Regions from separate parts of the Mus musculus genome. Here regions 1, 2, 3 and 5 are each linked to region 4. A link is a contact called in public promoter capture Hi-C data. All regions are on one chromosome and are shown on one strand. The core of a region is the stretch at or near the end of the contact, and the rest is flanking DNA. Distances in the headings are between cores, read along the strand shown.

The links. Promoter capture Hi-C pulls out the DNA fragments that hold promoters and counts their contacts.
Region 1: a promoter capture Hi-C map of liver shows a contact between it and region 4, with 7 times the contacts expected there. The contact joins the promoter of Cldn12 here to the promoter of Akap9 in region 4. A contact is called at or near these places in 4 of 39 promoter capture datasets (the 3T3-L1 cell line, cranial neural crest, hippocampal neurons and 1 more) and 2 of 115 datasets of contacts at active chromatin or transcription factors (astrocytes and extraembryonic endoderm stem cells).
Region 2: a contact with region 4 is called in a promoter capture Hi-C map of hippocampal neurons, with 7 times the contacts expected there. The contact joins the promoter of Cdk14 here to the promoter of Akap9 in region 4. A contact is called at or near these places in 3 of 39 promoter capture datasets (3T3-L1-derived adipocytes, cranial neural crest and hippocampal neurons).
Region 3: a contact with region 4 is called in a promoter capture Hi-C map of liver, with 3 times the contacts expected there. The contact joins the enhancer-like site here to the promoter of Akap9 in region 4. A contact is called at or near these places in 7 of 39 promoter capture datasets (the 3T3-L1 cell line, 3T3-L1-derived adipocytes, frontonasal cranial neural crest and 2 more) and 1 of 115 datasets of contacts at active chromatin or transcription factors (stem cell-derived neural progenitor cells).
Region 5: a promoter capture Hi-C map of cranial neural crest shows a contact between it and region 4. The contact joins the promoter of Steap2 here to the promoter of Akap9 in region 4. A contact is called at or near these places in 3 of 39 promoter capture datasets (cranial neural crest, frontonasal cranial neural crest and liver).

What each region holds. Positions count from the first base shown.
Region 1 is chr5:5,511,108-5,516,681 of GRCm38.p6, forward strand. Cldn12 (claudin 12) reads right to left here and starts at 3,869. Exons shown (of 4, transcript NM_022890.2): 1 at 3,658-3,869; 2 at 2,055-2,144; 3 at 1-15.
Region 2 is chr5:5,377,118-5,382,494 of GRCm38.p6, forward strand. Cdk14 (cyclin-dependent kinase 14) reads right to left here and starts at 3,134. Exons shown (of 15, transcript NM_011074.3): 1 at 2,918-3,134. The coding sequence starts at 3,008.
Region 3 is chr5:4,958,571-4,963,886 of GRCm38.p6, forward strand. All of the region lies in intron 10 of Cdk14 (cyclin-dependent kinase 14), which reads right to left. Among named protein-coding and RNA genes, the nearest start is that of Fzd1, 200 kb to the left of the region's middle. Within about 2 kb of position 1,256, at least 15 of the 459 cell types and tissues checked have an H3K27ac peak or open chromatin away from gene starts, as enhancers often do. A contact at or near this core is called in liver, where this site is marked.
Region 4 is chr5:3,925,688-3,930,941 of GRCm38.p6, forward strand. It overlaps Akap9 (A kinase (PRKA) anchor protein (yotiao) 9), which reads left to right and starts at 2,499. Exons shown (of 48, transcript NM_194462.2): 1 at 2,499-2,803. The coding sequence starts at 2,756. It overlaps Gm51438 (a long non-coding RNA gene), which reads left to right and starts at 2,902. Exons shown (of 2, transcript XR_003955841.1): 1 at 2,902-5,254.
Region 5 is chr5:5,690,400-5,695,640 of GRCm38.p6, forward strand. Steap2 (six transmembrane epithelial antigen of prostate 2) reads right to left here and starts at 3,690. Exons shown (of 6, transcript NM_001103156.2): 1 at 3,559-3,690. All of the region lies in intron 1 of Gm40262 (a long non-coding RNA gene), which reads left to right.

The DNA.
Region 1 (5,574 bases), core at 2,619-5,118, 1.6 Mb after region 4:
CTGCGCCTCTGATCCCTGCAGCCCAAAGGCAGCGAGAAGCACAGTCAGAACATCCAGCCTTGTTAGTTACTCTCCTGCCGCCCTCAGCTGACAGACACCAGACAGCATCAATGGACGTGGGCAGACCAAGCACTTACTTCAGTGCTAAGTGTATTTATACCTTCCTTCAAGTTGATGTTATATTTTATATCACTTCTCTGAACTTGGTATGGTGGCATATGCTTAATTAAACTCTCAAGGACTAACAGTTTTATAGAGTCATCAGAGATACCATGAATTGTGTTTCAGAAAAAGAACATTAATGGCCTCAAGATTCAGGTTCAACCCTAGTGCTGGAATTCATGTTTAGCATCTTGTAACCGCCTTTGGTCATTTCACTTTTTATCCTGTTATTAACTCTATACATCTATAATTTGATAGTAAGTCTCATCCCACTGGTGACATAATGTCTCAAAGGGTGATAGAGGGAATAATAGGAAATGATCTATTTAGTGCTAAAACTAAAAAATATTGCTGACTTGCAGATTAAGACTTGATCAAATTTGAGACACTTGTGCTATGCTGATGAATTCTGTGTCCAGAGCAGTATTTTTGTGATCTGTCACTTCACTTGTTTCCACACAATAGTTTCCCACTTCCTGAATAATTAGGTCTCTAAAAACGTCCAATCTCCCTGAGGCGCACACCCTTTGGCTTCCGCCATGCTCAGCCTCGTTCTATGCCACTCTTACCTTATACAGCTGTCTATGTAACCACACTGTTTAACCTTTCCAAACTTTCCATTTAACCTTTCCAGGTTTTCCACTTTTTAATTTAATAGCTACGTCACATGGTATAGTCTCCCAAACTATTATTTTTAAATACTTATTTTTATGTGAGTGCATGTGTGTCTATGCATCGCATGCATGCAATGTCTGAGGTCAGAAGATGATGCCAGATCCGCTGAAACTGGAGTTGGCTGTTAGCTACCACGTGGGTGCTGGGAACCAAACCAGGTCCTCTGAAAGAGCATCAAGTGCTCTAAACTGCTAAGCCAGCTCTCCAAGCCTTAAGGACTTCCTCAGCCCCACCATATTCTTTAACTGACATCCAGTCATGTTGCTGGGAGACCTACTAACCCCTCCCTTTCTGGTCACAGCCGTCCTCCATCCCCAGCTGCATGACGTGAACAGCGGGGTTTTACGTTTTCTTTGGTAGCAGTGAAAATGCTTACAATTCCTTGTTTAGATATTCCTTCCCAACAGACTGTGAATTTCAGGGCAGAGATCCCTGTGTTTGATTTGTTGAGTTTCCTACTGACACACAGACAGTACTCCATTACTTACTGACTGAAGGAGTCAATACATAGCTGGTCCATATGAGTCTAGCTAGGGTACAGAGGAAATTATAAATTTGCTTTAGTGGAAGTTGAATTCATTTCATTTGGGACAGGTCCCCACACCCTCGCCTCTGAAACACTCAGGCTGATTCTCGATTATGTGTCTGTTTCTGCTACTTACTGGCAAACAGTCTCTCCAATTTTGTAAAATGAAAGAAAGATTTTTCTAGCAATAATGACAGAACTTTTGTTTTGGTGTGGTTACTGACCAAATCAAATATTCTGTTCTAAAACAGTGACTCCACATTTGTCATCTGTTCCAGAGTGACTTTCAGAGAAGAAAACTTAGTCTATCAATGTTATCGATGGTATCATTTTGAATAAAAATACTTTCAAAAGATTATTTTTTCTGGCTTTGAAGAGAGTTCAAAGAAAGCTGATGCAGAAATAGTGGCTAAGAGCTTTTGGAATTCTCAAAACCATTATAGTTTTTTCAGAGACAATTCCAAGGAATCACTACAAAAGAATGTATGTCTCATGGCCACTAAATTAATTTTTGATGCTAACAGTGGCTATCCCTTCTACCTATAATTTGGGTCTTCTTGGAAACTGTAACCATCAATCACTGTACCCACAAAGGTTCTACACTTTTATTTTGCTGAAGAAGAGAAGAACAGCAGCGTTCCTGACTGAGACAGCAGAAACATTATATAACCAGGGACAGGGGCATACTCACCCTTTCCCTGTGCCTGATCCTCCAAAGTCAGCTTAGTGAACTCAGATGCAACAGGAGCACATCTGCACACAAAGCAGAGATAATCTGGACCTACCAAAGTAGAAAAATGCTCCAAATTACTACAGTCCTTCCTTCGCAACTCTATTTTAACTCACATATAACTGGGGGGGGGGGGGGGGCAGTAATTGTCTAGACTTAATAATAAAATGCTACAGCCAAACAGGCAAGCAATAAGTTTTTCAAAAAGGCAGTTTAAGGTTAGGGGTGTAGCTCAGCTACAATGCTTGCCCATCATGTAGAAGGCCCAAAGTTCAAACGCCAGCACCACGACAAAGCAAAAACAAAAACACAACAACAACAAAAAAAATAGCACAGGCAATTTATTCTTATATTCACTATTAGATATGAGCCTCAAAGGAAAATAACTCTTATTTTGTGATTTGAAAGTTCGGGATAATTAAGGCTAAAATTAAAAATCACAAATCACTTTACTGGGTTAGAAATCTAAGAAAAAAATTAATAGATTTATTTTTCAAGATCTAGTTCCTGCCTACCGTGTCATAAGGAGCACGGTGAAAGAAAGCACCATGCAGTTGCCTTGGAATGAAAAGAAATGCACTGTTTTCTAAAATGTTTAAAAGACGGTATTTACCATAAAACCAGACAAAACTAATCTGCTCTGTACAACCTAAAATTTGCAACTAGTATGTCCTTTTTAGTTTATGTTGTGTGGTATCTATCGTCCTTGGCTCAACCTGCCATTTGGTATGTTTTCATATCTCTAAAGAGGAGTGACTTCCTGTTGGAATACTAGTTAACTCAAACAGGTAGGATGAGTGAAAAACTCATAAACGCCTGGCAGCTTCCTGGATCCAGGCGTTTATCGCTGGCCCTATTACAGTAATTATGCAGGATGTGGCCTGGGTGCTGATTTCCATCGAGGTTCCCCACCTCCCATCTACGATTCTTGAGTTGTTATCAATCAAGATTGTTGCTTCGAAGTCAGAAGGGCTCGTTTTACAATCAATGACCCCAATCGGACCCCTGGGCAACCTTTGCCATGAGGTCACCTGGCATAGCAGTTCTGCAGTGAAGACTAGCCCCTTCGCAGAGCAGGGCAGTGTCGAGGGACAGCAGCAGCCAGATCGGCACGTCCGGGTGGGAGCCGCGTCCTCAGGAGACCCCGAGCGGCCGAGCCTGGCAAAGGGGGGGCGGCTGCGCCCAGCCAATGGCGTGAGCCCTCCCCGGGCGCACGCTCGCCGCTCGCCCACCCCTGCCCGGTGCGTGGGGAGAGCGAGCAGGTCAGCGTTACACAACCAGCGCCGTCAGCCGCTGGGTCCAAAATAGCAGCCAGCTCGCAGCTCGCAGCTCGCACCCCCGCCCGCCCCCAGCCCTCGGCTGCCCCGGCAACGCGGCTCCACACTCCTCGGAGGGGACGAAAACGTTGTAAACGCGGTACCAAATACCTCCTCGGCCACTTTTCCACGTCCACCCATGTGGGCAACCTTTCAAATGCCGACTCGCCGCCGCTTCGCCGTTTCACGCAACACCTTCAACTACTTGCAAAAGACTCGGAAACGGGAGCGTCCCTGACCACACCTACCGGCTCCTCACGGCTCGGGCATCCCGCTCACCCACTCCGAGCCGCGGCTCCTTGGTCTCCCTCCGCTGCCGCGGAAGTGCGTTCTGGCGAAGCCGCCCCGGAGGCTTCAGGGAACCAGTCAGGCTCTCCCCTGGCTCCGCTCGGGAATACCTTGGCTGCCGGGAACTACAGTTCCTAGCATCCATCGGGCCGCTGGCCGCGGGCCAATTCCTGAGACCACCTCCTTCTTCCGGGTCCCGCCTCCCTCGTTTCCTCTTGCACCTTATTAGGGATAGGTTTACGGCTTGCTTTAGAATGCTCTCAATCACACGCATGAGGGACAAATTTGAGATTCGTTTGGTTACTCAATCAAAAGTTGTTCATTAAGTGCAAAAAAAAAAAAAAAAAGGTCTAACTCCATAGCCACACAAATTTACAAGGGGCACTTTGCTTGTTACTTCTGGGGTTAACTATAGGCAAAAGATACCCTACTGCAGCAAAATTCCATACATAAAACTAATTATTAAGTATTCTAATTTGACTCTTCTACACATCAGCTATCCTCTCTCGTCTTCTCTGATATGTGCATCCTGTGCAGATAAATATGTCAAAGGACTCATACACAGTATTTAAGTTAAAAAGAGCAAAAATGATGCCTGTGAATTCCAGTTGATTCCATCGCACTATATACATACACACAAATAGAGAAACAAAAACTGTCGATGTTGACAACTCTTTTCTTTAATTATCTTTTTTTTTTCTTATTCACTTTATATCCTGAACACTGCCCCTATCCCCATCAACCCCCTCTCCTGAGTCGGGGAGCCCTCTCGACCCCCCAACCCTGGCACTTCAATTCTCTGTGAGGCTAGGCACTTCCTCTCCCACTGAGGCCAGACAAGGCTGCCCAGCCAGGTACGTAGCCCAAGTACAGGCAACAGCTTTGAGGTAGCTCCTACACCAGTTGTTTGGGGCCCACATATGAGCTGGAAGGCCTAGGTCCAGCCTGTGTTTGTTCTTTGGTTGGTGGTTCAGACTCTGAGAGCCCCAAGGGTCCAGGTTAGTTAACTCCATTGGTCTTCCTGTGGAGTTCCTATCTCCTTCAGGGCACAGCAATCCTTCCTCCTATTCTCCAGTAAGAGTCCCCAAGCTCTGGAGACTGTTTGGCTGTGGGTGTCTGCGTCTGTCTGAGTCAGCTTCTGATTGGAGTCTCTCAGAGAGCAACCATGCTAGGCTCCTGTCTGCAAACATAACAGAGTATCATTAATAGTGTCAGGGATTGTTGCTTGCCTATGGGATGGTCTTTGCTCCATCACCTGTGCCTGCATTCCTTGTAGACAAGATAAATTTTGGGTTGAAAGTTTTATGTGTGGATCGGTGTCTCTATCACTCCACCAGGGTTCCTGTCTCGCTACAGGAAGTAAGCTCTTCAGATTCCAAATCTCCATTGCTGTCACAGCTAAGGTCACCCCCATAGAATTCTTGGGCGCCTCCCATATCCCAGGCCTCTGTGATGACAAGTTTTTTATTATTTAATTTTTTCATACAAATATTGATTATATTTCCCTCTCCCCCAACTCCTTTCAGATCTTTCTCACCTCCCTACCCACCCAACTTCATGTTATTTATCAAACATACAAAACTCAATAAAGCAAACAAAAAGTCCCAAACCAAATCTAATCAAGAAGACGTGGAGTCTTGATTGCAGTAGCCAACTGCTCCTGTGGTTGATGTCCTTTTGGATAAAACTGATCTCTTTCCTAGTAGGTATCAATTGCAAAGAACCTCTAGGCTAGGGAACAACTTTTGAATCTAAGCAAGTACACACTTTTTTTTGTATACTATTCATTTAAATGGTCTGTAGCTTCTCACTTGCAATTTCTCAAAAAAGGATACTCAATTCTCAGAGTTGACAGGACTGTAAACGATCCCACCCCA
Region 2 (5,377 bases), core at 1,884-4,383, 1.5 Mb after region 4:
ATGCTTGACTTTAGAATTTAATTATGCTCATCTTATAAAAGAGCCATAGCTCTATTGTAGTCACTACCTGGCAGATGTCATAAATCAGAACCCTGTGGCTTGAAACCTAATGTGTCTCATTTGACCTTATGTAGCAATCTCGGGTCAGTTCTGTTTGGGGTTGACGGTGACAAAGTCAGCATGGTCTATGATGTATGACAAATTAAACAATCCTACTTCTTTTGTAGTCAGAATCACTATTAAAAACAATCACTGACTGCAGACCACATGCATGCATGCACTGTCATCGTTTTCTAGGCAAATGGTTAGCGATTTCTTATGGCTGAACAATGATATGGATATTTCACCATATAACAAACTATACCTAAAAAGGACTAAGAAAAGGAAATAAAGCCAATATGTATATTTCAAAGGCTCTCTTAGACTGGGTCATGGAATACATGGTGATGTTGGGTCGTTTGTTTATCCTTTGACCACTCAATGAAGAAAAGTAGGTAAGAAGGGACAAACAGAAATCGGAACTGATCCTCACCATGTTATAGATGATGTATCAGATAGTGTTATTCTGTCTCATTTGATCTCCACAATTATACAACTCTATGCAGGTGAGGATGCAGGAATTTAAGTGAATTACTGGTTGCCAAGGAAAAGAGAGGGCCAGGCTCACAACTGTCCAACTCCAACGCTTACCATGTTTTTAGGATGTTATACTACAAATCTGTAGCCACTTCTCCTCTTCTTCCTTTCTACCTATAACACTATCATGTCAGTATGATCTGATCCCTAATAATGACAACACGTTGCAAACATTTATTGAGTCCTCATTGCATGCCACACAAGACACTGCGTCATCATTTCACCAAGTGGGGAAAAAACCCACAGACCACATCCCTTGCTTATAAACTATATGAACCCATAGAAAAATCTCATTGCATTGTCTCTCGGTCCTCAAAAACATCCTTCAGTCAGCAAACTGAGTTCACTGCCTCTGAGTGTGAGGGAAAACATAGAAGATGACTTTTTCAGTAGTGCTCTTTCTAATAAATATCCTGGGTTTGGTGCATACACAACAAAAATCACTTAAAAATGTCAATAATTTCTTTCACAATGTACCACAGTAAGATCTGCTCTTCTGAGTCCTCTTTCAATAAAGACATTATCAGCTTTCTTTACTGAGCTGTACTGTTTCCTAGAGAATGGACATAAAGGCCACATAATCATACCAGGCATTGGTGAGGAGCGTTAGACTCAGAAGGGAGCTCTCACACGACTAAAGCCGAGGAATCCAGGAAGCCCAATTAACTATAATATCTACTGCCAACACTGCAGTTAATCCAAACAGTACTGATTGGCCATCAAACCCTAAAATTATTTAAACATACAGGATTTTTATATTATTACCCTTGGTTTCTTACTGAGACTCAACTGCAATGAATTATTTAACACAAAACTGGAGGGGCTCCAACGGAATCATTAGCATTAGTAACTATCTAGCTAATGTGCTTTAGAACAGGCCCTAATGGACTCCAGAACCCGCCTGGGTGGTGTTTTGGGTCCAGCCCTGAAACATCCTTGTTAATAATGCACAGACTCCACACCTCACTCTCACACTCCTCTTGGCTTCAAACTTCACTTGAATGTAGGACTCCACACTCACAGGCCTAACTCAGAAAAATGAGTCTGTGTACATTCAACGCATGTAATAAGTAAAGGCACGACTAATATGACTTCTGCACATGATTTACAGTGTTCTCAGGAAAAGCAAAGTGTCAAACAAAATTGATAATAATAATAATAATAATAATAATAATAATAAGCTTGACTAAATATTTATCCATGTTTTCATAGTTCATTGTCCATACATGCAAACTGTCTTCAGACTGCAGACACTCACTGGCACATCAGGGCTTTAAGGAATTAGCTTATGATTAATTAATTAACTTTCACTAACATAACAGGTGAGCCAAAGGCCAGAAGGTATGCTGGGACACTCCCATGTGTTGGCTTGGGGCTTATAGGATTCCCTTGCTTTGCACAGTTACCTGTATCAAAGAAAGTTAAGGACCAAAGTTTAGGTAGCAGCTATGCCTCCAGGTTTACAGGCACTTTCTGCCACCAACACTCAAGATTCAACAAACCCATTCCACCGGACACAGCTGTCATCTTGCTGCAGCCTATAGCATGTATTCATTAAGTATCCTAAACATTCCTTGAGCGTTTTGTTTTGTTTTGTTTTGTTAATGCTGTGTGTTTATGCTCTGTTAAGTTGGTTGATTTTTTTTTTAAAGAAGACAATAGCCTCTGGACTGCACTAATGGAGCAAGTTCAGGAGACATATTCATAAATGTCTCCACAACTTCACAGCTCACCCTTCACCACAGCAGCTGGAAGGTTTCAAGACCTACAAACCGAACACCCAAACCTCCAATTATAGGACCCGGAGTACGGAACAAAAGGTCCCAAGGTATCTGTCCCACTTCCTCTAGGTTGAGTACATTAAACAACATCAGGCACATGTCAACGTTTCAACAATTCCCAAAGCTAAATTATTGGCTAAGCACTTAAAACCAACTCGCTTTAAGTAACCTAGGTGGCCACAGAAACCCGATGGCGGTGGGGACCGGGTGTTCCCTCTCCGGTTCACTGCGGGCGCCAAAGATACTATTGGCGGGGAGGAGGAACTCAAATTGGAGGCTTAAGACAGTCCACGAACGAAGCCCAGGTCCTGGGGGCAGAGGGATGGCCCTCCAGCTGGTCCCTGCCCTAGCCTGGAGTCCTCTCCTTCATCCCTGGTTCGCAGCTCACCCCGAGGTGGCAGCCGCCTGGTTGGTGCCCGGAGCACGGAGTGGGCGCGGGGACTGAGGGAGCGAGCCCCGGGATCGCCCGCAGGACACTGGGGACAGTCGACTACACTCACCGATGCGGCTGAAACTCTCGGACAAAGTTCTCCTCAACTTCTTCATCTTGCCGATCTTCTCGGCCGGCTGCGGTTCAATGAGGTCGCACATCTGGGCGGCGTAGGGCCCCGGCAACTTCGCGAAACTGGTCCAGCGCAGCGCAGCGCAGCGCAGACAACGGCGGGCGAGGGCGCGCGGCGCGGGGAAGGCGGCGCCTCGTCCTGCTCCTCCGCCTCCGCCTCCTCGCGGGCCGCGGGCGACGCGCAGCGCTCGCCAGGCTGCGGGGCTCGGGCCTGGGCCGAGGCTGGGCGCGCGGGGGCGTCTTACGTGGTGCCGGGGGCTGCCGCCATCCCCGCCGCCCGGGGGCCCCCGCGCTGCGCGGCCGCCCGCCGCATTTTCCCTCCTTTGTAAGCAAGAGCCGCGCGGCCGCGGCCGGAGATGGGGGTCCGCGGACGAGGAGGCGCAGGCGGCTGCGGACCGGGCGAGCGGGACAAGTTCCCCAGCCCGAGGGGCGGCGCTGCACGGAGACCTGCGACTGCCCTCGCCGGAGGCCTGGCGCCCGGGACCCCCGCGCGACCCCGCGCCGCGCTCCGGCTCCGAATCCGACTCCGACTCCCAGGCCTCCGCCGCCCTCCCGGACCCGCCGCGCCCGGGCGGCGCCCCCTCCCGGCCGCCCGCGCTCCGCCCGCCGCGGCCGCGCTCCTTCCGCGCGCTCCGGGACCGCAGCCCGCAGGCGGGCCAGTCCACCCGGTGCGGTCCGTGTTGGCCCACGACCCGGAAATGTTGGGGAGTGTCCGACGAGGTGCTCGAAGACCTTGGGGACGCATTCGGGTTTAGGATAGACTTTATGGCGTGGGGTGGTTGGTTTTAATTTGCAGGGAAAGTGGGTGCTCCAAAGGGCAGGAGAGGCCCCATTTTATTGGGGTACAGTGCAAAAGCTGAAAATGCTCCCCACCCCGGAACTTCTAGAAGTCAGGGCACCTGCGTTTTGCCTCAGCCCTGTCTCTGGGTGACAGGAATGTCACTGTGGGTGACTCCTCAGCAGGATACTCTGGTCATCGGTAAACTTACAACCTATTGTCACCTCCTTTCCCCACTTCAGTGAATGAACTTGAAAAGGATCTTAAGAGTGGCTTTTTTAAAAAGCCCCGGGACAAACAGTTCCGGCAGAAAACAGTCTTTTTTTTTTTCTAATAAATGAGGTGCTCCAAACGTCAGTCTCCCAGGGGAGGGTGAAGGAAGATGGGGGTTGGCCTGGTGTACTGATTATGGGCCAGCAAAGTCCTTATGAAAGAAACGTTAGTGATCTTGAGTCATCTGGCTGGGTAAGTAATAGGAGCTTTTGTGGGTGTGACAATGCTGTTTAGTTTAAAGGAAGTTTTGGGGAGTTTGTGTTTTGTCGAAAGATGTTTATCTTAAAACAAAAACTAGCCCCCTGCCTTCCTTAAATTGTGAGGTAGAACACTGATTTGTTCTGCCCTGTGCTGAGCACATTACAGGGTTTTGGTAGATTGCCACTGATAAAAAGCTGCTAGCTAGTCAAGCCAAGCCCCTAACAGGAGAGAGCCAGGAATCCATAGCAAAGTCAAGAGAGTTTAAACGCAGGGATGTTGGGTCCTGACAGCCATATCTCAGTAATTACAGAAAGCACCAACTGTGGCTTCATGCAGGAAAAAAAGTTTTATTGACATTTACCACTTGGTCAGACTAATTAGAAAATTAGCAGTTACAACTGAACTCACAGAGAGAGAAACAGAGACAGAGTGAGACACAGAGACACAGAGAGATAGAGACAAAGAGAAAAAAGAGACGGAGAGAGATCCAAACACTGATGCCTTCTTCCAGTCAACAAAGTTGAAAAAATAGCTAATGATAAAACCTTAGAGCGCTATGTATCTGCAGCTGTACTGCTGTCTCCTTTAGAAATGTCTGATCTGAGTACAGAGAGACACAGGCCCAGTGTCGTGGCTCAGTAGTGAGTGTTTGCAGCCGGCATGCTTTGTGTACGTGTGCTGTGCGTGTACCTGCACGTGCATGGGTGTGATAGCCTTTGTGTACATGTGCTGTGCGTGTACCTGCACGTGCATGGGTGTGATAGCCTTTGTGTACATGTGCTGTGTATGTGTACCTACACGTGCATGGGTGTGATAGCCTTTGTGTACATGTGCTGTGCGTGTACCTGCACGTGCATGGGTGTGATAGCCTTTGTGTACATGTGCTGTGTATGTGTACCTACACGTGCATGGGTGTGATAGCCTTTGTGTACATGTGCTGTGCGTGTACCTGCACGTGCATGGGTGTGATAGCCTTTGTGTACATGTGCTGTGCATGTACCTGCACGTGCATGGGTGTGATAGCCTTTGTGTACATGTGCTGTGTGTGTACCTGCATGTGCATGGGTGTGATAGCCTTTGTGTATGTGTGCTGTGCATGTACCTGCACGTGCATGGGTGTGACATCCTTTTTACCTTCCCAATATT
Region 3 (5,316 bases), core at 6-2,505, 1.0 Mb after region 4:
CAATGGGAGATGTGAACCCCAACTACAAACTGCTTTAGCTGGCAAAGAGAACATGGCATGATACCTATCACCTTCATAAAAACGTTAGTCCCTTCTTTGGTTATCTTTCCATTCTTTTGAGAATATCAAGAAGAAAAGCTTCATCTCATCTGGGTGTTTGTTTTTACGACCTCCCAGGCACTCGGCTCTCACTCCCTTAAGGGAAGTAGGACTTAGGTTCAGGATCCGGGGTGGGTAAGATCAAACTTAATATTACGTACCCCTTACGTATTTTCATTGGTTTCATTTTACCTTGTTTTCTATTATGGGAATGCTTAAGGGATCTCTGGTTTTTTGAAGTCATATGAACAAGCAAAATTACTTGAAAGGAGTTTATTGAAAGGAAAATATTAAGCCACTGAGAGAGGCCATGCTACATACAGCAGAGATCTCAGATACAGAGACAGAAAAGCTGATTGAGGGGCTGTGTTGGTGGAGGAGGGGAGAGCAATACTGAGTCCATCAATAGTGAGATACCCCTAGAAAGGAACTACAGGGTAGGTGGCTTTCAGGACAAAATGCTAGGAAGGAGCATATTTGGTTCTACCCTGCACACATAGAGGAGGTGACTGGGGACTCCTCAGGACTGCCCCCAGAGCAGAGCAAATGCATATAAAGATGGGACAGGAGTCTCTACACTGTTTTAAACTTCTTTGCTTGCTATTTTTATACACATCTCAATCACATTAATGTTACTTTCATTATACGTTATGATTTTAGTGTCCCTGTATGGTCTTAAATATATTCATTTTTCTCCTTCTCTTGACACCCACTTACTCGCTAAGCCCAGGATCTCCCCGGAACCTATGTGTCATCATCCTTACCTTATTTCAAGTTATACATCCACACTCCTAACTGGTCTTTTGAAAATCAGACTTGATCAACTGTTACTCTGTGAGTCAAAAGCTTCACACTGTGGCCAAACCCCGTCTCCCCTGACACACTTAAGCTGCTGGCTGAGGCCTGCAGAACCCCCTTCTCCGCTTATCTAATTGTTTACACATTCTTGTCCCTTCATACTCTCCCACTGGTCCTTCAGTGCCTGCATCTGGCACATTCTCCCGTTAGCCACACAATGTTCCCACATGCAGTTCTGAAGTCTGGACATCTGTGCCCTCTCCATGTAATTAGCTGCTAATTAATTTTTCAGTCCTGTGTTGAAACCTTGTTCTCAGGTCAAGTCCCACGACCTGTGCACCAGGGCAGGATTCCTGTCATACGCAACACCACAGCTTCATAGCAACTGCCACAGATTAAATTTTAGCAAGTGTTTACTTTGCACTCTGATTTCTTTGTTTGTTTTCTCTTTTACTTTCTATTTCTTTTGCCTATCAAGTCTACGGCATAAAGTGGGCACTAAATATCTATTGAATAAACTACATAGACTTGAACTGGTATCAGGAGGAGCCCATGACTGAACTCAGTCGCCTTCAAAATAAAGGCTGTACAAGGTGTGTGTTTCCCATGCTATTTAACTCTGTACTCCTAAAGAACAGAAACGAATGCTCTCGTTTCCTTCTAAAAACCGGACAGCCAGGTGACTGAAGAGAAAGGCTGCGTACAGGGCTCCAGGGAAGAAGGTTTAGTACGTGTCCACACTTGTCCACAAAGAGCATCCACCTTCCATCGCCTGAGTGTCATCGCCACGTGAAATGCAGGACAGGACCACTAAGGCTGTCCCTTTACATAGGGGACTAGGTGAAGCCAAGAATTCCTATGAAATTACTCTAAACATGACAAAGTTCATCCCGTGAGAAATTCATTGATTATATTTTACACAAACTGCAAATGCAATGGGCCCTCTTTCTGAATGCAGTGGCAAGGAGCTGCACTGTAACTTGCGCAGTGTATGTCACCTTTAGCGTAGTTGGTTGTTATTCCCTGATGCACCTTGCTGCCCCCGAGAAGCACAGGGAAAGGCTGCTGAGCTACAAAGTGGCTCAGTTCAAGAGCAGATCACTTGGCAAGGAAGACAACGGTCTTGGTCTCAAGAGCTGAACTTCCTGGCTCCCAGAGGACCGGGAAGTCTCCAGGAATCCCCTTTGTCATTCTTTCCCTTTCAGCACACACATATATGAAAATGTGTCTGGGCGGGTATGTATCGTGTAAGTGTACCCATATATACACACCAGCCCCCTCTTCAGCATTTCATCAGTGACTTGACGTGGAAATAGAGGAATTGTGTAGCTGGCCTTTGCTACTTTGTGGGTTCTTCTTTTTTCCACCCTTTATCCCCTCGGTTTCACTCCCTAATACTAGATAGGAGAGAAACAAGGATAGAATAAAAAGAAAGCCCTGCATCTAACTTATTTCTTTGGTTTTTCTTTGGCTATGGCTACTAACAAGCCTCAACCAACCTCCCTTAATGACCAACTACCACCTCCCCTGCATCTCGGGAGCCTAGCATCTATGCATCTTCTGGAAACTTCCCAGAATTCCAAAGGTTACACAACTGCAGAAAATTATCTGCAGTTGTCAAGACCACACTTCTGTTAGCGCACTGGGCAAGTCATAGTCAGCTGCTGTGGATAACGAAGCAGCCCCACACCCCTACACCAGGGATTAAAACAAAAGCACATTCTTATAATATTTCTGTATTTTCAAAAGAAACCAAAATCCCAGAATTCTCAAAAAATGTCACTACAGAGCTGTTTTACACTTTTAGATGAACAGAGCAGAGGAGGTTGGTGGGCTGGGGATATAGCTCAGGGTGTGCAGTATGCACTCAGCATGCACAAGACCCTAGCTTAAATCACAAATGCCCCCCAAAGTGGTGAGGGTGCTTAATATTTAGCAAAGCAGAAACAACTGTCCACCCAGTGCAGCGGAAGCTGGCGACAATACGCGTAAAGGCCAGGCCTCATGCTCTACTCAGTGCTCCATGATGGAAAGAGACATAAGCTACACTAAAAACAAAAGCCCATGCTGAGCCCCTGATGCTTGCACTTGGTATCCACACTGAACATGGGAGTGGCCAGCGACTTTTTCTAATCAAATGAATACAAGGAAGGTAAGATCTCAATTGTTGGGTCAGTTGATAACTCCCATTGGGTTAAAAGTCCTATTTGCTTACTGGCTTTTTGGAAGCAAACAGCTATGGTCGGAAGATTTAGAGACAAGAAGCTGTGGTTGACCTAAGCCAACAGCCAGCAAAAAGCCTAGCCAGTCATCACTCCAATAGCCAGCTGGAAACTGTTTCCAGCAACCACATGAACTTGGATGTCTACCCTTATCCAGTTACCTTAGTTAAACTTGCAAGCCCTAGCAGATTCATTGATTGTATCTTTGTGAAATCAGGAAGCAGAGGAAACATCTTGTCCAAGTCTGGAAACTCCCAACCCACAGAAATTTTGAGGCAATAATCATGCATTGATTTGGTAAGATTTTGGTGATGCTGTTACACAGCAAAGAAGAGCTTGGGCTGTGTCTGGTGTGAGGAATATGGCAGTAGGAGATCCTGCACAGGAAAATGACTGAAGAAAGAAAAGGCAGAGAGCATTACATAGAAACGACCAGTAGGGGGAGCCTAGAGACCGAGCAGTAAAAGCTGCCTAAGCACGGGCCTCAGACAGGGGCTGGAATTACTCGCTGGAGGCTCAGCTGCACTGGATTGAAAGGGAGGATGTTTCCAAATATTTGCAGTGTTTTCACCATGGCCAACGTCTAGATGGAAAGGAACCCGAGTAAGGAAGTAAGTGCAGCTTCTGGAAACTGCGCAGTACAGAATCAGATAGCAATGGTGAGGCTCAGCAGAGCTGGCCACACCACGGACTCCTCTATAAGCATGGAGAAAATATCCATTAAAACAACAAGACAAAGGAGACTATGAAGATATCCATGCAAGTATGGGGACTTGGCATGTGCTGGGAAGGCAGAGACACGTAATCCCTGAGGACTGCTAGGCGAGCTGTACAGGCGAGCTGGCGAGCTCCGGTCTTAGTGAGAGACGCTGTCTCCACCTACAAGGTAGAGACCGAGGAATGACAGTCAACATCTACCTTTGTCTGTTATGCCCATGTGAACACATGTATACATGCAATCATGTACATGCGCATATACACAGATGCACAAACAGATCAAAATGAAGGAGAGAGCTGAGGAAATATCTCCGTTAGCAAAGTACTCGCTATGTGAACATGACGACATGAGTTAGATCCCAAAACCCAGTTAGATGTGGTAGTTCCATGTTTGTAATCTCTGTGCCAGGGAGGCAGGAACAGGAGGCGAGATCCCTTGGGCTTGCTGGCCAGCCAGTCTGGTTTGCCTGAGTTCCAGAGACAGACCATGTCTCAAAACTCCAAGGTGGAAGATTCCTGAGGAATAACAATTGAGGTCCTCTGGCCTCCACACGTACACGTACACGTACACACATGAACGAAGTACACACATGAACGTGTACCAATGCATAAACTGCACACACTTGTGCGTGTGCACATGCTCTCTCTCTTGTGTACACACACACACACACACACACACCCCAAAATATTTACTGAGATATTCACACTCCAAACAATCACTTTAACTGGCCCAAAGGAGAGCAAAGATATGTCAACTATCCTAAACTCACAGATAATATGCTAGGCCTGGGGCCTCTGACTGCCCCAGTCTAACTACCTAACCCACCCTCAGGGGCTTCTGATAAATGACTTGTAGATTTGATTGATTGCCTAAGTCTGGGTCCAGAGGCCACAAAAGATTTGCAGAAGAGAGACCAAACAGCTGTTAGAAAACCCGAGGAGAAACACAACCAACCAACTTAAAAATTATTTCAGAAAATGTCTTGTAGAACCAGAGTCCTCCAACTAGAGCAGCTCACTTAAAATATTTTGTTTCCATCTTCTCCAGTGTCTCCATCTTTCTCTTCCCTGTTGCTTTGAATGCCTGTCTGCTTAAACGGGATGCCCTCACTGCTTCACTGTTGTCTCAGTGACTGCTTTGCAGAGTGAGTGAGTTACTGTAACAGGGCCTCAGACAGGATGAGATGTGCAATGAGATGTGCAGGCAGCAGCCAGTGGGACAGCTCTGCACTGGGGGTGGGGGTGGGGGTTGAGCATAATCTCCATACAAATGCAGCCTGCCCACTGGAGCACCACAGCAGAGCTTCCAAGGGACCCAACAAAAGGATCTGGGGACAGGAGCACTAGATAGGAGCTCGGTTACTCACTATGTATTCCTTCAAGTAGCAGCAGTGTGGGGGCAGGTGGAACTGTGTCACCAGGCAGAAAAACTGGTAAGGTCAAGTTGATGAAGGAACCGGGATTCCTGTCCTGGAACACA
Region 4 (5,254 bases), core at 1,249-3,748:
CAGTTTAATATATTGCAACTACTTACTGATGTAAAAGACCTTGCAGATCTGAATTTTGTGTTCATATATTCTATTAGTCAGTAATTAATTGCACTCTCTTGGATTATTGGCCTATAATTGCATCCTTGGTAATAGTAGTACCTTAAATTTCTCTGATTTCATTTAGATTATAGGTCACTTTAATGGTTATAGTTCTGTCTTATAAGTTATTATTTTAAAGGACTTTCATTTTGAAACTTATTTTATTGAGCACATTTTATAAACATATATTTAGTCCCTTAAAACCCCACTGTTGGGGCTGCAGAGGTGGCTTAGTAGGAAAAGTGTCTGCCTCACACGTGTGAGGAACAGTTTGCACCCCACACATGTTAATGCTGAACAGTCACAGTAACATGCTTGTGACCCCAAGCTCAAGAGGGAGAGATGGGTAGGACCCGTGAAGCTGGCTAGTTAGAGTAGCTGCATTGTCAAGGTCTTAGTTCCAGCCTCCATCCACATGTGAAACGTGACTAAGGAAGCCCCCAAGGCCAACCTCCAGCATCCAGAAGCACATGAATACATATCTGACTTCCACACATGTAAACATACGTGTGCACTCAGAGCACACATACAAAAGAGCCTCTGCAAATCCTGACCCTTTTTATTTTTTAATTTTTTTTTTTTTATTGTTTGGAGACATAGACAGCTAAATAGAAAAAGACTCAAATTCACGGCTTGGCAGCACTAGCTATGACTTCCATTACCTAACCATGGGAAGTTGTCAAGTGGTTTAACCATTCAAGCTTTCTGTTTCTTATTCTATAAAAGGAGGCATATAAACCACCATTTTCCTTTTGTCTGAATTATATGAATACATGACATGGAGACACGATTGAACAGGTATCATAAGAGATGGCCATAATTCCACAGATGTGCCCTTCTAATAGATCAGCTATGTCACTGAGCAGCGTTTATGCCTGAGACAGGTACATATAATTGATATAAGTGATCTAAAGGGAAATGCAGAAATAATCTTGCAACATTTAGCAGATCACTAACATCTTTAGTTACTAAGATGGAACAGATTGCAACAAAGAGTTGACCTGCTGAGCCACTGAGAAAGGAGAGCCCATTAACAAACAGGAAGTCTGTCAGATATCCTGGGCTTGCTCCTCCTAGGCAATCAGAATCAACCGAGCATCACTTAACTCCAGGCAGTTTAGAACACTTCATTCTAGACCTGGAGCCACAAAGGGCTCCCGAGAAAAACACGCCTCTCTTAGATCAGCCTCTTTTACTTTCCTTTATTCTTATGATGAGGTGTCTGTTCTCACGTCCCCAATTCCAGCTGAGAAAATGGGGCAAATACACACTTGATTGTTTTAGGTTGGCACAATTATGTTTGAAATATAAGATTTCTAAATTACAGGTACTAGAAACATTTTTGGTGTCTGATAGAGCTAAGGTTTTTAGTCTCCCCCTTTCATATGTATATCCAGTTAACACTACTTCTATGATTAAACTAATATCTTTAGTTCTTACCTGCTAATTTTTCAGTCCAAACCTATGTTAAAACAAAGAAGAAAGGCTCAATCTGAGACACTAAAATGGTTCGTTCACTCCAGAAATGGATTTGAGGGGCAGGAGAGGGGAAAGAGGGAGTGAGGGAAGGGAAAGAAAGGATTGCCAGAGCAGGTGGGGGAGGAAAGATGTTAAGAATCGATTTATAAGCACGGCTCAATAAAATGTAACAAAGTTTATTGGGCATAATCTTTCACAGTAGCCATTTCAAGAAATAGAAAGGACAAAGGTTTGAGTGTTTTCACATTCCAGGAGCAGTCATAAATATTAGGCAGCTCGTCCAAGAACTCCAGGTAAAGTCAGAGAACCATAGCTGTTTTAAGGTCTTTAAAGTTCAAAGTTAACATAGTCCCTTTTGCTTGGAAAACCTTTTTCCAGCCCTTTACCTGAGGTAATGTCTACCTCAGAGGTGAAGGGGAGAGAGGTAAGCCAGGAGGGGTCATGGTGGGGTGGGGGGGATGGGAGGAGAGGGGGGCTGAGGTCAGGATGTAAAGTGAATAAATAACTAATGGGGGGCTGGAGGAGGGAAAGTTAGGGTAGACTGGCTTTGTTCCCAACTTAGATTCCGAATTCGAGTTCCTTAGGAACACAGTTGCCAAGGAGAAGGAAGCCCCTAGGAGTGTCTCAGCTTCACTCCAGAGAACAAAGAGTTGGGAGAAGGCTCTACCGTAGGCTGCTCTTCCAGCGCAAGGCGAAGGAGAAGACTATGGGTTGAGAGGGAACCTGTGGGGGAACTGAGGGAGGGATTTGGGGTGAAGGAAGGATCAGGCTTCCCCGGGTTGGAGGGGGGAGGTTCCGCCCTCGCCCTTTCCACTGCGGCTCCTTGTTGTGAGGCCGCGGTCGCTTTGGAATTGGAAATGCAGCGCGGCGTGTTCCGAGCACCGGGTCCCCGGAGCAGTGGGTGTCGGGCCGCCGGACCCTGACCCTCCCTCCGCCCCGGTCAAGCCGGGCGCGCACAAGCACCTGCCGGGCCACGCTCGCGGCTGCGCCGGCCGCCCGCCCGCCCGCTCCGCCCCGCCGGCCGCCGTGTGTTTACGTGGAGACGAAGATGGCGGCGGTGACCGCGGGGCCCGTGCAGGCCGGCACGAGTCGCCGGTGAGCGCCCAGCGTGTCCCGGGTGGCCACGGAGCTCTGTCCGCCTCTTTCTAAACAGATCTTTCCTCTCCACTGCGTCCCAGCCTACCCTGCAGACGCCATGGAGGACGAGGAGAGGCAAAGGAAGCTGGCAGCCGGCAAGGCGAAGGTAGGAGCGCGGCGGCCACGGGCCGCGTCGGGAGGCGGTGACCCGGGGCGGAGGCTGGGGGAGAGGCCGGGCCGCGGGGCCGGGGCCGGGGCTGGGGCTGGGGCTGGGGCCGGGGCCGGGGCTGCGGCTGGGGCTAGGGGGCTGCGGCTGGGGCTGAAGAGCCGCCCTCTCTTGCTGCTGCTGGAGACCTGATGACTGCACCGCTCGGCTTGGTTCCTTTCTCCCCGGTGCCACACAAAACCCCCTCTCACCCCGGCTGTTAACTGCTAAGGAATTGCTTCGCAGCCACCACCCTTTCACTTTCTGAAGGGAGTTCAGGGAGTCGGCCAGGCTTTGTGCTTTCCGGAGCAAGGGTTTAGGGTTTTCTTTATTCCGGGAACACCCCTGCGCTGACCATCAGCCTGCCTTCTTGAGGTGTCACGCTGGCACTCTTGGTGTGTGTGTGTGATTGGCCTGTGACAGCTGCCTCGGCAGTGTCTTGAGTGTGCCACAAGTGCCAGCTGTGAACTTGGCTGTAGGGGCGTTCTTTTTGTTTTTTGTTTTTTGTTTTTGTTTTTGCCGTTCTTTGTATATTCGTGCTTGAGGTCTTTGTCATGGCAGGCTCTTTTGTAATGTGTGGAATGGAACTTCGGGGCATCGAAAGGTTCCATAGACTAAAACACCTACAGAATTGCTGTTTTAGATAATGTATTTGTTATTATGTATTTGGTAAGTTTGATTTTGTGTGGGTATGCGGGTATGGCAAGTCATGTATAATCCAGACTTATATGTAGGCATCTTCCAGTGGGCTTACTAAATAATTTGACACTGTTATGAATGGAATAGAATGATTTCTTTGTAAAATTACCTGTTTGAGCTTACCTTTGGACCTCCTTGCTCCCAAAAATGAAGTTACCTTTAAGATATAGTGCCTTTTTTTAAGACCTTATTGTTACTGGGAATAATTAAGTTATATTTTAAGCTTATTGTACTTGTTAGTTTGGAACTGTGATATGGAAGTGTTGTAAGCTAAATAAACCCCTCTCCTCTCCAAATTGCTTTGGTCATGATGTTTCATCATAGCAATAGTAACCCTAACGAAGGCACCTACCTTTCTTTTTTCTTCTCTCACATCATTAACAAAGGAAGCAGGTCAGTAATGAGTGAAGGGCCCTACTGGAGAGAGACGTTGGTACATGCTCAGCATTAGTTTGTTAAAGGAGTGTGTGCAATAGCTAATCTTGTATTTCTAGAATATAGTTAGTTGGTTTCCCATAAGCATCCTCTGTGTAAGGTCAAGATTTGAATGTGTCTCTGTGGCATTCTATAAATGGAGGGAAAGCCCAGCTTAGCTTCCCATTGTGCACCCCAAGGGACTGACCGGGCTCAGAGCATTGAAGGAATTGGAGGTGTAGTGTGCAGTCTTCCTCTCTTGTTCTCCCACCCTTTCTTTCTTTAGCAGAATCTTAGACTATAGTCCAGGTGAGCCTAGAGATCAATGTGTAGTCCAGGCTGGCTGGCTTCAGACTCTAGGGCAATTCTGTGTTAACCTTCAGAGCGATGGAATTCTGTGTGTGAGCTACTGTGTCCAGATAAGGTAGATGTCTTATTGACTACTTCATAATTTCTACTCCCTTCCCTAAATATATTCTGTGCTAAATATGTGTGAGGGACTCCTGCTGAGCTTTGTCTGCCTTCACTAGACCTGTCTTAGGGTTAAGTTGCTGCCAATAGATACTGGATTTATCTTTAGAAGAGATTGTGAATGTGGTTTCTACACATGTCTCTTTGTCTTTCAAAATGCTGTCTTTGTGGGGTTGGGGAGATAGGTGGTCTATTCACTGTGTGAACTGCTTGCTGTACAGGCATGTACACCGGGGTTCATAGTTGTAGCGCCCACACAAAGCTGGACGGCTGGACATGGTGGCATGCATCTGTAATGCAGGGCTTGGGAGAAAGGGACAGACAGACCCGTGGGACGTCCTGTCCAGTCCTCTAGCCAAAACACCAAGCTTGAGTGTCATCTGGACACCCTGTCTCAAAACATACTATACAAGGTGGATGGTGACAAGGGACAGCAAATGTGTCCCTGCACATAATTCATAGCTCTGCCTTTGGGGATGCAGTCTCTCTCCTAAAATTACTTTATTTAAAATATTACTTTGTCATAGAATTGCACCTACTCTCCCCATGAGGGTTATACCCATGTGTCTTATAAGTAGTTCTGGTAATGTAACAAACAGACACTGAGATAGCCTATGAAGACAACATGAAGAAAATAGTTTTCTCAGTTACCTGAAGGAATGTTCTGCAGCCATTACGCTTGTAGAGCCTCAAATGAACATGGGTCATAAAGTGCACCTTGTGTTTTCAAAAGCACTACATGTGTCTTTCATCTGTATAAACATGCTGCCTCTAATTAGGAGTGAAAAAAAAAACCGTATTGTGAATATAATCAGTGACTGGGGGGTG
Region 5 (5,241 bases), core at 2,440-4,939, 1.8 Mb after region 4:
TTGGGCTAAATTGATTTTGGAAAAAGAAAAAAGAAGAAAAAAAAAAAACAGAGCCTAATTTATATTGCATGGAAACATCTAGGACATCAGTTGTTGGATGACCGCAATTCAGAAAAGAGCTATCCTCAGAGATTCTCATGACTTTCACAATCTGATGACTGCTATCGAGCAAATCAAATCCTGCAGAGCCATGAGGCAGGTTACTGTATTCTTCACAAGCTCATATCCAAACCTCCTTAACGTACTCTGAAACTCTAACAACCTCTCCCTATAGCCTCTCTGCTCTCTACTGACTTCTAGATTATCCCTTTTCACTGGAGATGTTGTTCTCTGTCCCTCAGCACGTGTCAACAATCTCAAGACTTCACCATTCCAGGAGATAAACCTTTTTTTTGGAGCCAGGGTTTCCCTGTGTAGCCTTGGCTGTCCTGGAACTTGCTCTGTAGACCTGGGCAGCCTCAAACTCAGAGAGCTGACTACCTCTGCCTCCCAAGTGCTGGGATTACAGGTACCACTTCTGCCTGGTAGCGTTAAGCATCTTAACCTCGGGGTCTCTTGTTTTCATGATTTGTTCATCAAAAGCAACGAATCTCTGCCTCCAGGCATTCACTTTCTGGGCACATCCAGTACCTTCCTGATAACCTCAGCTTAAACCTTCACAGTGATGTCTAAGAGGCAAAACAACTTTTGTTTATGGATCTCTCATTCCATTCCTGGATTCTCTTTAAACCCAGCCTGTGGACACTGAGAGTAATTTCATTGAAAAGATTCTTACTTGCCACCACATACACTTAGTAAAACTCTAGAAGAACCCAGCTACCCATTTTCTCTGTATCTCCACTCAGCTCTCTGCAGAATGCTAATGAAAAACCAGACAAACATGTTTACTAATCTCATACATCCACGATAGCCGCCTTCACCCATCAAAAGCCACCCATCTTCCCAGTCTCCCCTGGAGACCACCCTTTCTGCCTTCTAAAGGCATCGGATCATAGCCTTTCTCATGACATCTCAAACCTAACAGGTTCAAAACTCAACTCTACCTGCAGTATCCCAGCTTCACCACTCCCTATCGGGTGCTCAAGCGATGACTCTGCAGTGGGGATTCAATCTCTATGCTTTGTTTGCCCTCACCAGGAAACCCCTGTTCTTTGGTTTCATAGTGTCTTGTAGCTCTCGCTGGTCTGGGACTTGCTATGTAGACCAGGCTGGCCTTGCCTCATAGAGATCTGCCTGCCTCTGCTGAGATCAAAGGTGGGTGCCATCAAACTCAGCCCTTTAAAGTACCTCTTATGCCTTCTCTGAGGACACCAGCACACCCAACTAGCCCAGGTGCTCTTATCTGTTCTCACATCAAACCTTCACCCCCAGTCCTCCCCCTCCCCAACTCTGAGATGAGGTCCCCTGTGCTGTTGAGGCTGGTCTCAAACTCCTGGGCTCAAGTGCCCCAGCCTCAGGACCTGGCACCTGAAGGGCAATATCGTCATGCCTCGCTTGCCAGTATCTTATCTTTACCTTTCAGTCTCTCTTCACTTTTTACCTATACCCACTCTCTACCTAAGAGCTGTGGTCCCCTTAAAACACAAATGGCATAAAATATTTCTCTTCCTTAAAAGTCAACGGCTTCTTCTCATACCTGACTGTGACCCAAAAGGTCCCAAATATGACAGCTTCTGCTCACCTCTCCAGCCTTATCCTGATGGCCCCATATTTCCTACTGCCCAGCCCCAGAATTCTTTTCAAGAAGTGGAAAAAACAGATCTCTTTTCCACCCGACTCTGCCTCCTACAGATGTGATTGATTCCAGCCTACTCACCAAGCATCTTCCAGCCCCTGTTAAGTTCCCGGGGAGTTGTTTTAAAGAAGTGCTTATTTGCTCTTGGACTGTTTACTTAAATCCTCAAAACACACACACACACACACACACACACACACACACACACACTCCTATCCACTCTGCCTGGCACATACCAACTATGTATGCAATGAATGTTCTTTGTCACTAAATGCATTTTTATAAACACCAAGGCCAAAGAAAATGTAATGAGGCTCTAGGCCAGATCTCTCTTTCCCATGGTTAAGATCCGTGGGCCCAAAAGGCCTCAGAGGATTTAAGTGGTGTGTCAATGTTATGTCTATGTCAATGTCTTGGTTACCTCAGAGTCATAGTTACAGGCTGAGCAAAGAGTAACTGCACCTCCAGATATTCTGCCTGCCTCTTTTCTCACAGGCCTAGCCTTTTGAGCTTTCGTTGCATCTTTACCCTTCTCTTTTTTCTGTATCATGTGTAATCATTTTAAAATTCTGCCTTTATCTGTGCTCTGTTCCAGTGCTAAAGTACAATTATGCTCATTCAATAGAAGAGCATTTTCCATAGTACCAGTACAATAAGAGTGATTTCATGAAGCTCCTCATTCCCATCTTTCACAATTAGCTAACTTATCACTGCTGAAACTGCCCCCCAGCCCCAGCCCCAGCCAGCCCACCCCGCCCAGACTAGCTGAGAGGCAGAAACCGCAGTGAATGCCACCATCTCAGGAGCATCTCCAGGCAGCCTGATAGCTGCCCCGGTGCAGCTAAACACTCTGGTTTTCCTATCTTACGTTTCCAAATAGGTTATCTTGAGGATGCGGGGGATGGAGGGGGGGGGGTGAGTACAGTGTCAAAGAAAACATCAACTCAGTAAATAAGTAATTAAAAAAACTATTAAAAGGGTGGTGGTAGGGTAGACTAGAGAGAAGAAGGTTGCAAGCAGTGGGGTGGTTAACTGGGGCTTTAGGTAATCAAGTACTGAGGGTTGAAGTGGGGGCAGGAGTCTGAATTTTATTTCACCTACAGTGATGGGCGATAATTAAATGTGGGTCAGAATAAGTTTTTCTACTTAAAAACAAACAAACAAACAAACAATCTGCCTGAAGAGTAAACACTGACACCAATCCTGCTTCACAGGATAGTGAAGATAATAAATGGAATTCTCCCCGACCACAGGAAAAATAAAATCTCTTTATCTCCCTATGTTATTTTCAGAACAAGATTTTTAGGGCATAATTTTCAACAAGTTTCAGCTGAGGCTGAACACGGGACGCAGAGGTAATTAAGGACACTGAAAGACCAGACCAATTACTTCTAAACGCAAAATGGCCTGAGCACACCCGGATTACATGACCGGGTTTATAAGCAAAGCCACTGCAGGCATTATTTACCTGTTTGGCAAGCAGTGCTGTACGACAGTGAAAAGTGCCGCATCAATCCAAAGTGGCTGGCAAAAGTAACCTGCGGGTCCTTTCCCTTTCGGGCACATCCGACCTGGGACAAGGTCTCTCCTGGCCTCCTTTCTGTTGGGCCCGGACCCGAGGACTTCCCAGAGCTCTGGGAAGACCGACGGGGATAAGGGGGCGGAATGCGTGCGACGGACGCCCTCCAGCACCCCTCCCACTCGCCCCCTGGCCAGCTCCAAGCCCCCCCCGGAATCCGGGAGGAAAGATGCGGCTCCCGCACAGCACCCGCTGCTCGGCGACCCCGGATCGGCCACCTCGGCGCTCTGGCCACCCGGCTCACCTCCACGCCCTCTTCTCCGAGCCACGCTCGCAGCGCAGCGCCGTGGCTCCCCCGCGCCGAGGGCCCGCCGAGCTCCCGGGCCTACGGAGTGCTCCTCCCGCCCAAGCTCCTCCTGCCCCCGAGCCGGACCGCGCCGCGCCGGGGAGGTGGAGCAGGAGGAGGCGCGCGGAGGCAGGGCTGGCGGTGACGCGCAGGGGGGCGCGGGTCGGTCGGGGCAGAGTGCGTGGGGACCCACCCGGCCGCGGTCCCCACGCCTGCGCGCGATCTTGCGGAGACCCCCCGTGGGAGCAGCCCTACGTGGATCCCGCCCGCGTTTACACTCCACTACCTCCGAGACGCTCGCCACGCCGCCCCGGACTTGGCTTTGATTAGTGCCCTCCTCCCTGTCCACCCCCCTTCTCCCTACTCTGTTCCACACAAACCTCGAAGAAAGTGCGCTTTTTTTCTCCCTTTCGGCTGCATCATGTCCTTGAAAGGGAATGATCAGAAATGCCCTTCCACGAACCGCATTTTAAAACTCCCTGGGACTGGAGGCCCTTCTCAGCCGTGGGCTGTAGGGGTTAGTCTGTGGACTCTGACCTTCCCTGTCGCCGGTGCCCCCGAGCTCTGTGCGGACTGGAAGGTGAAGCCGAGTCAGGAGACCAGCGTGCCTGCGGAGAGCTGCAGTGGCCTTGGAGCATCCAGGGTTCGCTGAGCTGTGTAAGGGCACCTTGCTTTCTCTAATCCCCCCCCCCCCCGATTTTGGATTAACAAGTAGATGGGGATCTTTTATTTACCTTTTTAGTCAAAAGTGTCAGTGGAGATTTTTTTTTAATATAAAACCAATTTGTCGAAAATTGTCAAATTTACTTCCCCCACCCTCAGACGTTAGTAAATTCTCATTTCAGCAAATTAGGTTTAAAAATTATCTTTCTTGGTGGTTTATTAACTAGACAAATCAGAACAAAAGCAGAAGAGGGTCTTAGATCGATCCTCAGGGCACTGCACTTTCCCCTTTGAAAGGCATACACAGATTAACCTCTGCAAGTTCAACCTGGGAAACATTCTTTGTTTGATCCTTGTGAAAAGCATCTCTTCCCCACCCCCAAATACATACAGCTGAGGTTTAAAGTTTAGGCACAAACTCCGCTGTTAGTGATGTATTAGGGGGAAAGACTGACAACTGGGAAATACTTTCCATTTTGGTAACGGGGAGAAAAAAAATCCTTACATTTTATATCAGTGTTTATTGTTTCACTTCAACTACTGTCAAATAGTGAAAACAGCAGGGTATTTCTAACACTTTTGGAGGACCAGTGGAGGAAACTGCTGTGTCCTTAGCATTTGGTGAGAAGATGTAGCTTTCCAATCACATAAACAAAAGCATTACATAAGGTCTAGCAAAGGTTATCACGTTTTTATTCTCAGTTGTACAAAGCCATAAGTTATTACAGAAAACAGGTAAGTTGTACATTTAAAATATCTTTAAAAGCTGTTGAGACATGGACTCTGTTTATTTAAAAAAAAAAATAGTATGCGAAACCATTTGCCTCCCAAAAGAATGAATGAGTCAACAATTTCCAGAAGGAGTATCTGCTTTTCATACTTGAACTGTTAAAATAAGCAAACATCCTCCATGGGTGGAAAATGCCAGGCTGGCCCAAAGTGCTCCAAAGATGGCTCCCGGTCCAGTTCATGAACCGG